Linked DNA regions of Mus musculus: region 2 is linked to region 1. Evidence: chromatin contacts called from public HiChIP or PLAC-seq data. All regions are on one chromosome and are shown on one strand. The core of a region is the stretch at or near the end of the contact, and the rest is flanking DNA. Distances in the headings are between cores, read along the strand shown. Region 1 has its middle 20 kb from the start of G3bp2. Region 2 holds the start of Art3 (ADP-ribosyltransferase 3).

The links. HiChIP or PLAC-seq counts read pairs in DNA pulled down with a chosen protein or histone mark.
Region 2: a FOXA1 HiChIP or PLAC-seq map of pancreatic cancer cells shows a contact between it and region 1. The contact joins the promoter of Art3 here to the enhancer-like site in region 1. A contact is called at or near these places in 1 of 484 Hi-C or Micro-C datasets (the N1E-115 cell line), 2 of 115 datasets of contacts at active chromatin or transcription factors (microglia and pancreatic cancer cells) and 2 of 9 other capture datasets (adipose tissue and liver).

What each region holds. Positions count from the first base shown.
Region 1 is chr5:92,102,503-92,105,668 of GRCm38.p6, reverse strand. It overlaps a transcript of G3bp2 not described here. Among named protein-coding and RNA genes, the nearest start is that of G3bp2, 20 kb to the right of the region's middle. Within about 2 kb of position 1,693, at least 62 of the 459 cell types and tissues checked have an H3K27ac peak or open chromatin away from gene starts, as enhancers often do. A contact at or near this core is called in adipose tissue and pancreatic cancer cells, where this site is marked.
Region 2 is chr5:92,385,295-92,388,460 of GRCm38.p6, reverse strand. Art3 (ADP-ribosyltransferase 3) reads right to left here and starts at 1,574. Exons shown (of 10, transcript NM_001370591.1): 1 at 1,470-1,574; 2 at 250-327. The coding sequence starts at 318.

The DNA of each region.
Region 1 (3,166 bases), core at 444-2,943:
CTAATGAGATTTGTAGCAGCTATACACACAGTGGATTGTTCGTATTGCCTATTTCTTTCAGGCTGTTGTGGTTTTTGTTGTTAGTGTTTACAAAATGCTGAGATAAGTGTGTTAAATTTCTAAATTTTATATTGTTGAAAATGTCGGGGGCTGGTGAGATGGCTTAGAGGTTAAGAGCACTGACTGCTCTTCCAAAGGTCCTGAGTTCAAATCCCAGCAACCACATGGTGGCTCACAACCATTTGTAATGAGATCTGACGCCCTCTTCTGGTGCATCTGAAGACAGCTACAGTGTACTAATGAATAATAATAAATAAATCTTTAAAAAAAAGAGACACCTGTGCAATTCACTTGCAAAGAAAGAAAAGGAAAATGTCAGACATCCCTGGAGTGCCTAGCACTTTCAGGGTTAGAAACAGTGGTCTCTGTGAGTTCCAGACTAGCTTGGTCGATATAGTGAGAACTGTCTCAAAAAAAAAAAAAAAAGACAGACAGATAACCATAGTGAGAAGAGTGTTCTAAATCTGTTATTTGGGGGCTGGTGAGATGGCTCAGTGGGTAAGAGCACCCGACTGCTCTTCCGAAGGTCCAGAGTTCAAATCCCAGCAACCACATGGTGGCTCACAACCATCAGATAACAAGATCTGACTCCCTCTTCTGGTGTGTCTGAAGACAGCTACAGTATACTTACATAAAATAATAAATAAATCTTTAAAAAAAAAAAAAGATCCTAAATCTGTTATTTGGATTAAATTATAGGCCCACGGCTCATCTCATTTGTTCATTATCATTACTCAAACGCCTACATTTATTATTTCAAAGGAAATTTTAGAGATGTAATTTCAGCTACAGTTTTTGTTTGTTTCTTTGTTGTTGAGATAGTTTCAAGTACCCGAGGCTGGCTGTGAACTTTGCATCTAGACAAGGGTCACCTTGAAACTTTTTTGGTGGTGGTGGTGGTGGGGGGTGTTGAGACAGGGTTTCTCTGTATAGCCCTGGCTGTCCTGGAACTCACTTTGTAGACCAGGCTGGCCTGGAACTCAGAAATCCTCCTGCCTCTGCCTCCGGAGTGCTGGGATTAAGCTACCATGCCCGGCACCTTGAAACTTTTGATCCTTTTGCCTCTACCTCCCCAGTCCTGGCACATTTGCCACACATTGCTTGCTCATTTGTCAAGATTTTACCAAAATGCATCCATTTCGTGGTTTGTGCTTTCCCAGACAGCATTCTCTTGGTTGTCTTATTTTCTTTGTCACACACACACAGATACACACATCTTCATTTATTCTATGATAGTGGATAAAAATAAATTCTGAATGTCTTTTTCTTCCTGCTATGCTTATGATTGAACCCAGGCTCTGGAGCACACTAGCAGGTGTTCCCCCACCAAGCTTCACTCCCAGCCTCTACTTTTGCATGGAGGAGGGCAAGGAGGAGGGGGAGGGGGAGGGGGAGGAGGCTTCCCTCCAGCTTGTCTTTACCAGGAGCTGCCAATTTCTAACTGCTTAAGCGAGTCTGTCTGGGCACCTGCCTTGTGGAAAATGCTGAGTTTATCTTCACGCCCAGTGCGTACGTGAACTGGGAGCTGTGGGGAAGGATGACATTTATAAAATTAGCAGGCTGCCCATTGGTGTCCTCAGTCGCGACTTAGTCCTCATTCCGTGACGACACTGACGACTGGGAACAACTGCTTGTAGGCTGGTAAATGAACTGATTTCTGCCAGGGCCGCGGGATGCTGGTGGCTGAACACAAGTGTACAAAACAGGAAAGGACGTAGCCTCCCTTCTCTCACATAGCCTGCTCTTTGACGGTCCTCCTGTGGTCCCCAGGCAGTGGGCACTGAGAGCCTTTGTCATCCACGGTCTGTGTTGCTGTGGTTGTGGGCAGGCACAGGCATATGAGTGAGTGTGGGTTCGAGTCCCACCTCGTGTCGAACCCACATAAGCTGCTGTCTTCTCCTTGGAAGGAGAAGGTATATGACAGGATCAATGTTTCCCCAGGACCAATTAAGAGTAAGTGATGCAGGCTGGAGAGATGGCTCAGCCGTTAAAGGCTAGGCTCACAACCAAAATTATAAGAGTAAGTGATGCAGACAGTTGTGGCAGTGCCTGTCTGGAATCCCAGCACCCGGGAACTAGGCTAGGAGGAGGACCAGGAGAGAAGATGGCTCAACGGGAAAATGTTTGCTTCCTCCAGCAGGAGACTTGAGTTTGGATCATCAGTACCTGAGCAAAAGCCAAGCATTCTCGAATGCCCCCTCTAATTCCAAAGCCCCCTACACATATGCACACACACACACACACACACACACACACACACAGGTGGGAGGGAGAGGAAGAAGGAGAGAGGAAGGGAGGAGAGAATAGATGATTTGAGCTTCAGACATCAAAGGTGGTCACAGAACAGTTCAGCCTGTGCTTGTCGTAGCCCTGGCAACTCTACAGCCAAAACAAACACAGCTCAAACCTCACTCAACTACCATAAATATCAACGGATTTTCTCGGGCGCTCTGACTTCCTCACCACATATTGTCTTAACTCCTGGCTGTCTGGTTTCTACCTCTCATTGAAGGCTACAGCCAAATCGTGGGCATTCTCTCAGTTTGGGTCCAATGTGTCCTGTCTTCATCAGCATGCGGCCTCTTCATCTCTTTGGCTCAAATGCTCGATCCTGTAATTCAAAGAGTGCTTCCAAGTGCATTTCGCTTTTTTTTTTTTTTTCTTCTTTTTCAAGACAGGGTTTCTCTGTGTAGCCCTGGCTGTCCTGGAACTTACTTTGTAGACCAGGCTGACCTTGAACTCAGAAATCCAACGGCCTCTGCCTCTCGAGTGCTGGGATTAAAGGTGTGCGCCACCACACCCAGCACATTTCGCTTTTTATTAGCCATAAAAACAATACACAGGGAGAGCCAAACTCAGAATGGATGGACAGGTGGTCTGGATGCCTGGGAGGTCACCTAAAGCAGAGCCATTTTCTGTAGACAAGTTCAGAGCACAGGGTGTCCCCTAACTTAGGCCAAGACACCTGGTGGGTAATAGGTACAAAGCTGCAGGAGAAGAGAGGGAAACTTGGTCACAGGAGCCTGCGTGATAAATACTGATCCCTATGTGTGCGTGCTGCGGTTACTTGGGTAACCGTGATCTCAGCTCTTGGGACACTGAAGCC
Region 2 (3,166 bases), core at 325-2,824, 280 kb before region 1:
GCTATCTACACAATCCCCCAAGAGTTGATCCCTTTGAGTGAGGGAGTTTGTGGTTGAATTTTTCTGTCTTCTTTGCTTAATTTAAATTTTCTACACTTACCACATGTGTAACCTGCAAAATAAAGGAAAAGCTGCTTCCAACAAGTTCATTTGCCTATTCTGGCTCCTCTCAGTCTGCAGAGATGCCTCAGGCTGTGTTACAGGGTTCCCAGCCCAGGGAGCGAGCATGCTTCCCGTTCCCTTCATTACCTGGAAGATGTCCATTAGAACTGCGGCTGCCAGCAGCGTGGTGACCATTTCAAAATGTCCCATCTTCATTTTTCACGTCTGGATTAGAATGAAAAACGTTAATTCAGTAAACTTAACAAAGAGGGTTTAGGGAAACGGAACTGGATAAGGTGATGTTGCATATTTTTTCATTCTGGATAGATATTGTGATAGTCGCAGTGATTATCAAATACATTCCTATGACTATAAGAGGCATTCAATGTTATCCAGGTGTCTAACAGTTTGTTCTAGAGATGTCAATGCAAAACTGCAGAGAACTTTAGTGCTTCCAAGTCTACTTCCACATAACTCTAGACAGACCTCTCCCTCCAGAGAGACCTTTTCCTCCCAATCTCTAAATGTCCCCTGAGCACTCACAGGAAACAACACAAACTAAAACCACCATGCTCTCATTCTCACTCCCAGTTTCTAAGAATGGTCTAGAAACTTTCCCATGTGAAGCTTCCGCTCTTCCGTTCGCTTTGCAAGTTAGAGCATGCCCACTTGGGTGGGAGCGGAGACATGAGGTCAGCAGCAGTACAAAGCTGTTCGCCTGAGGTGACCTCCCTCCTCCAACTCTTCACAATCAACACAAGCCAGAGGTCGAGCCAGTGTGGAATGTCCTGACGATAGGAACAGACTCAGGAGCCCTTCGAAGGCAGTGATTCTAACAAGATTCTATCATTGTCCTGGCTGGGCGCCCAATACCCATTCCGGTATTTGTGGCAGCGTAAGGGATAGACAGGAGGGCAAGAATCCTCACTGGCTGAAGCTATCCGGAGCCATTAACCGACTCAACCAGTGACACAGGTTGTTAGCCTCCGGTCTCTCACATACATAATGCTCCAGCAAAGCTGCTGCCATTGCTGTAACTCAAATGAAGCCTCTATTTTCCTGTATTTTTTTTTAACCAAACATCATCATCTGGATTCTGAATGAGATAATAAACAGCATAGGGGAAGGAAGGGCAGTCTTTCTTGTTGTAATCCATCCAGGTCCCAGGTTCCTGTCTTCAAAAGCAGTCCTTTTATCTAAAGCTATTAAAATATCTGTAGTTATTTTAAGATGCTACTCTGTGTCAAACTTCCCTCTCAAAAAGTCTAAGGAATACCCATGGGCAGCACGTGCCAAGCCAGCCGTGGGCCAGGGTTTCCCTGGTCTTCCTTTCTGCAGTTTGGGTGCAAATAAATCAAAATGTTTACCTGGCGTTTGTGCCTCTGCAGGAAGTTTAAATGATGCCCTGTCTCACACCGGATTCCCACTCTGCTGTGGAGAACTTCCCTCCAGGATAGGATGTTGTTGACAGTGAGCTGCCTGGGAATGCTTTTCTTTTTATAACACCCCTAGTGGTAGCTTGGCAGTGGCTCATTAGTCAACTTCTGCCCTGCTATTTATATCCGGTCGGTCGCCACACTCTGCCCTGGAACCACTGCTGTTAACACTAAGTCTCCAAGAGGTCTGTGAATCCACAGCAATGTCCCCCGCCACAGAGCATGCTCAGTTCTGAACCCAGCCCTGGACTCCTTTGGAGCAGTGTGTGTGTGTGTGTGTGTGTGTGTGTGTGTGTGTGTGTGTGTAGTTGGGGGAATGGGACTGGGTGGGTAGGGTGGCGGGGTGGTCAGTTCCCAACAACTGAGCCTTTGACACTCATATGCTAGAGGGAAGGCTGGACTGTCCTCTATTAGATGACACCCACAGCAAGGGGGCTCACTTGTTAAACACTGTCAACAGTGATGGTTATCACCACTCAACCAGCTGACTGCGGTTCAGGTACTGCGCCAGGCACTGAGACACACAAACAAGCTGAGCACAGTACTGAAGCTGGTTTGGCAGTCACTACTATGTGTGTGTCCCCAGACCCAATCAGGTAACAACTGCTCAGGATAAACGAAGGCCAATGAAAGTCCAACCGAGAACACTGGCAGGAAGGAAGCTGGGGATGCCAGCATCTAGAACACTCTTTGAACAAGGACAGATGCTGGCTGGTTTTCTGTCGCCTTGATGCCAGCTAGAGTCATTTGGCAAGAGGGCACCTCAATTGAGAAAACACACCCCCCACCCCTGGCCCCCTGGGCTGGAGAGATGGCTCAGAGGTTAAGAGCACTGACTGCTCTTCCAGAGGTCCTGAGTTCAATTCCCAGCAAATCACATGGTGGCTCACAACCATTCATTCCTAATGGGATCTGATGCCCTCTTCTGGTGTGTCTGAAGACAGCTAAAGTGTAGTCATATAAACAAATCTATGAGAGAGAGAGAGAGAGAGAGAGAGAGAGAGAGAGAGAGAGAGAGAGAGAATGAGAGAGAGATCCCATTAGCCTAGTACAATTCATTGGTTGGGGAAGATCCAGCTCATTGTGGGTGTGGTCCCACAATGAAAGCCGACTGAGCAAGCCATGAGGAAACTGGTAAGCAGCCCTCTTTCATGGCCTCTGCATCAGTTCCTGCCTCTAGGTTCCTGCCCTGCTTGAGTTCTCGCTCTAACCTCCCTTAGAGATGAACAAGATGACCCCAGGTTGCTTTTGGTCACAGTGTTTTTTCCATTTCGTTTTCTGAGACAGGGTTCCTCACTGAACCTAAAATGACTTTGCTAGGCTGGGTGGCAAGTGAGCTCCAGGGACCCTCTTGGCTTCTGATTTCTATGTGGGCTGGGGATCTGAATTCAGAACTTCTCACTTACAAGGCAAGCATTTTCTATCTCCCATGCTCTCATTTTTTTTAAATAAGAAATTTGTCTTGGGGGCTTGAGCTAAGGCTCAGCAATGGAAAATACTGGCTTGAACCCACATGGCAGCTGTTTGAACGAGAATGGCCCCAACAGGCTCCTGTATTTGAATGCTTAATCCCAAGTTGTTGGAGCTATTTGGGAAAGACTAGGATGTGTGGCCTTATTGGAGGGGGT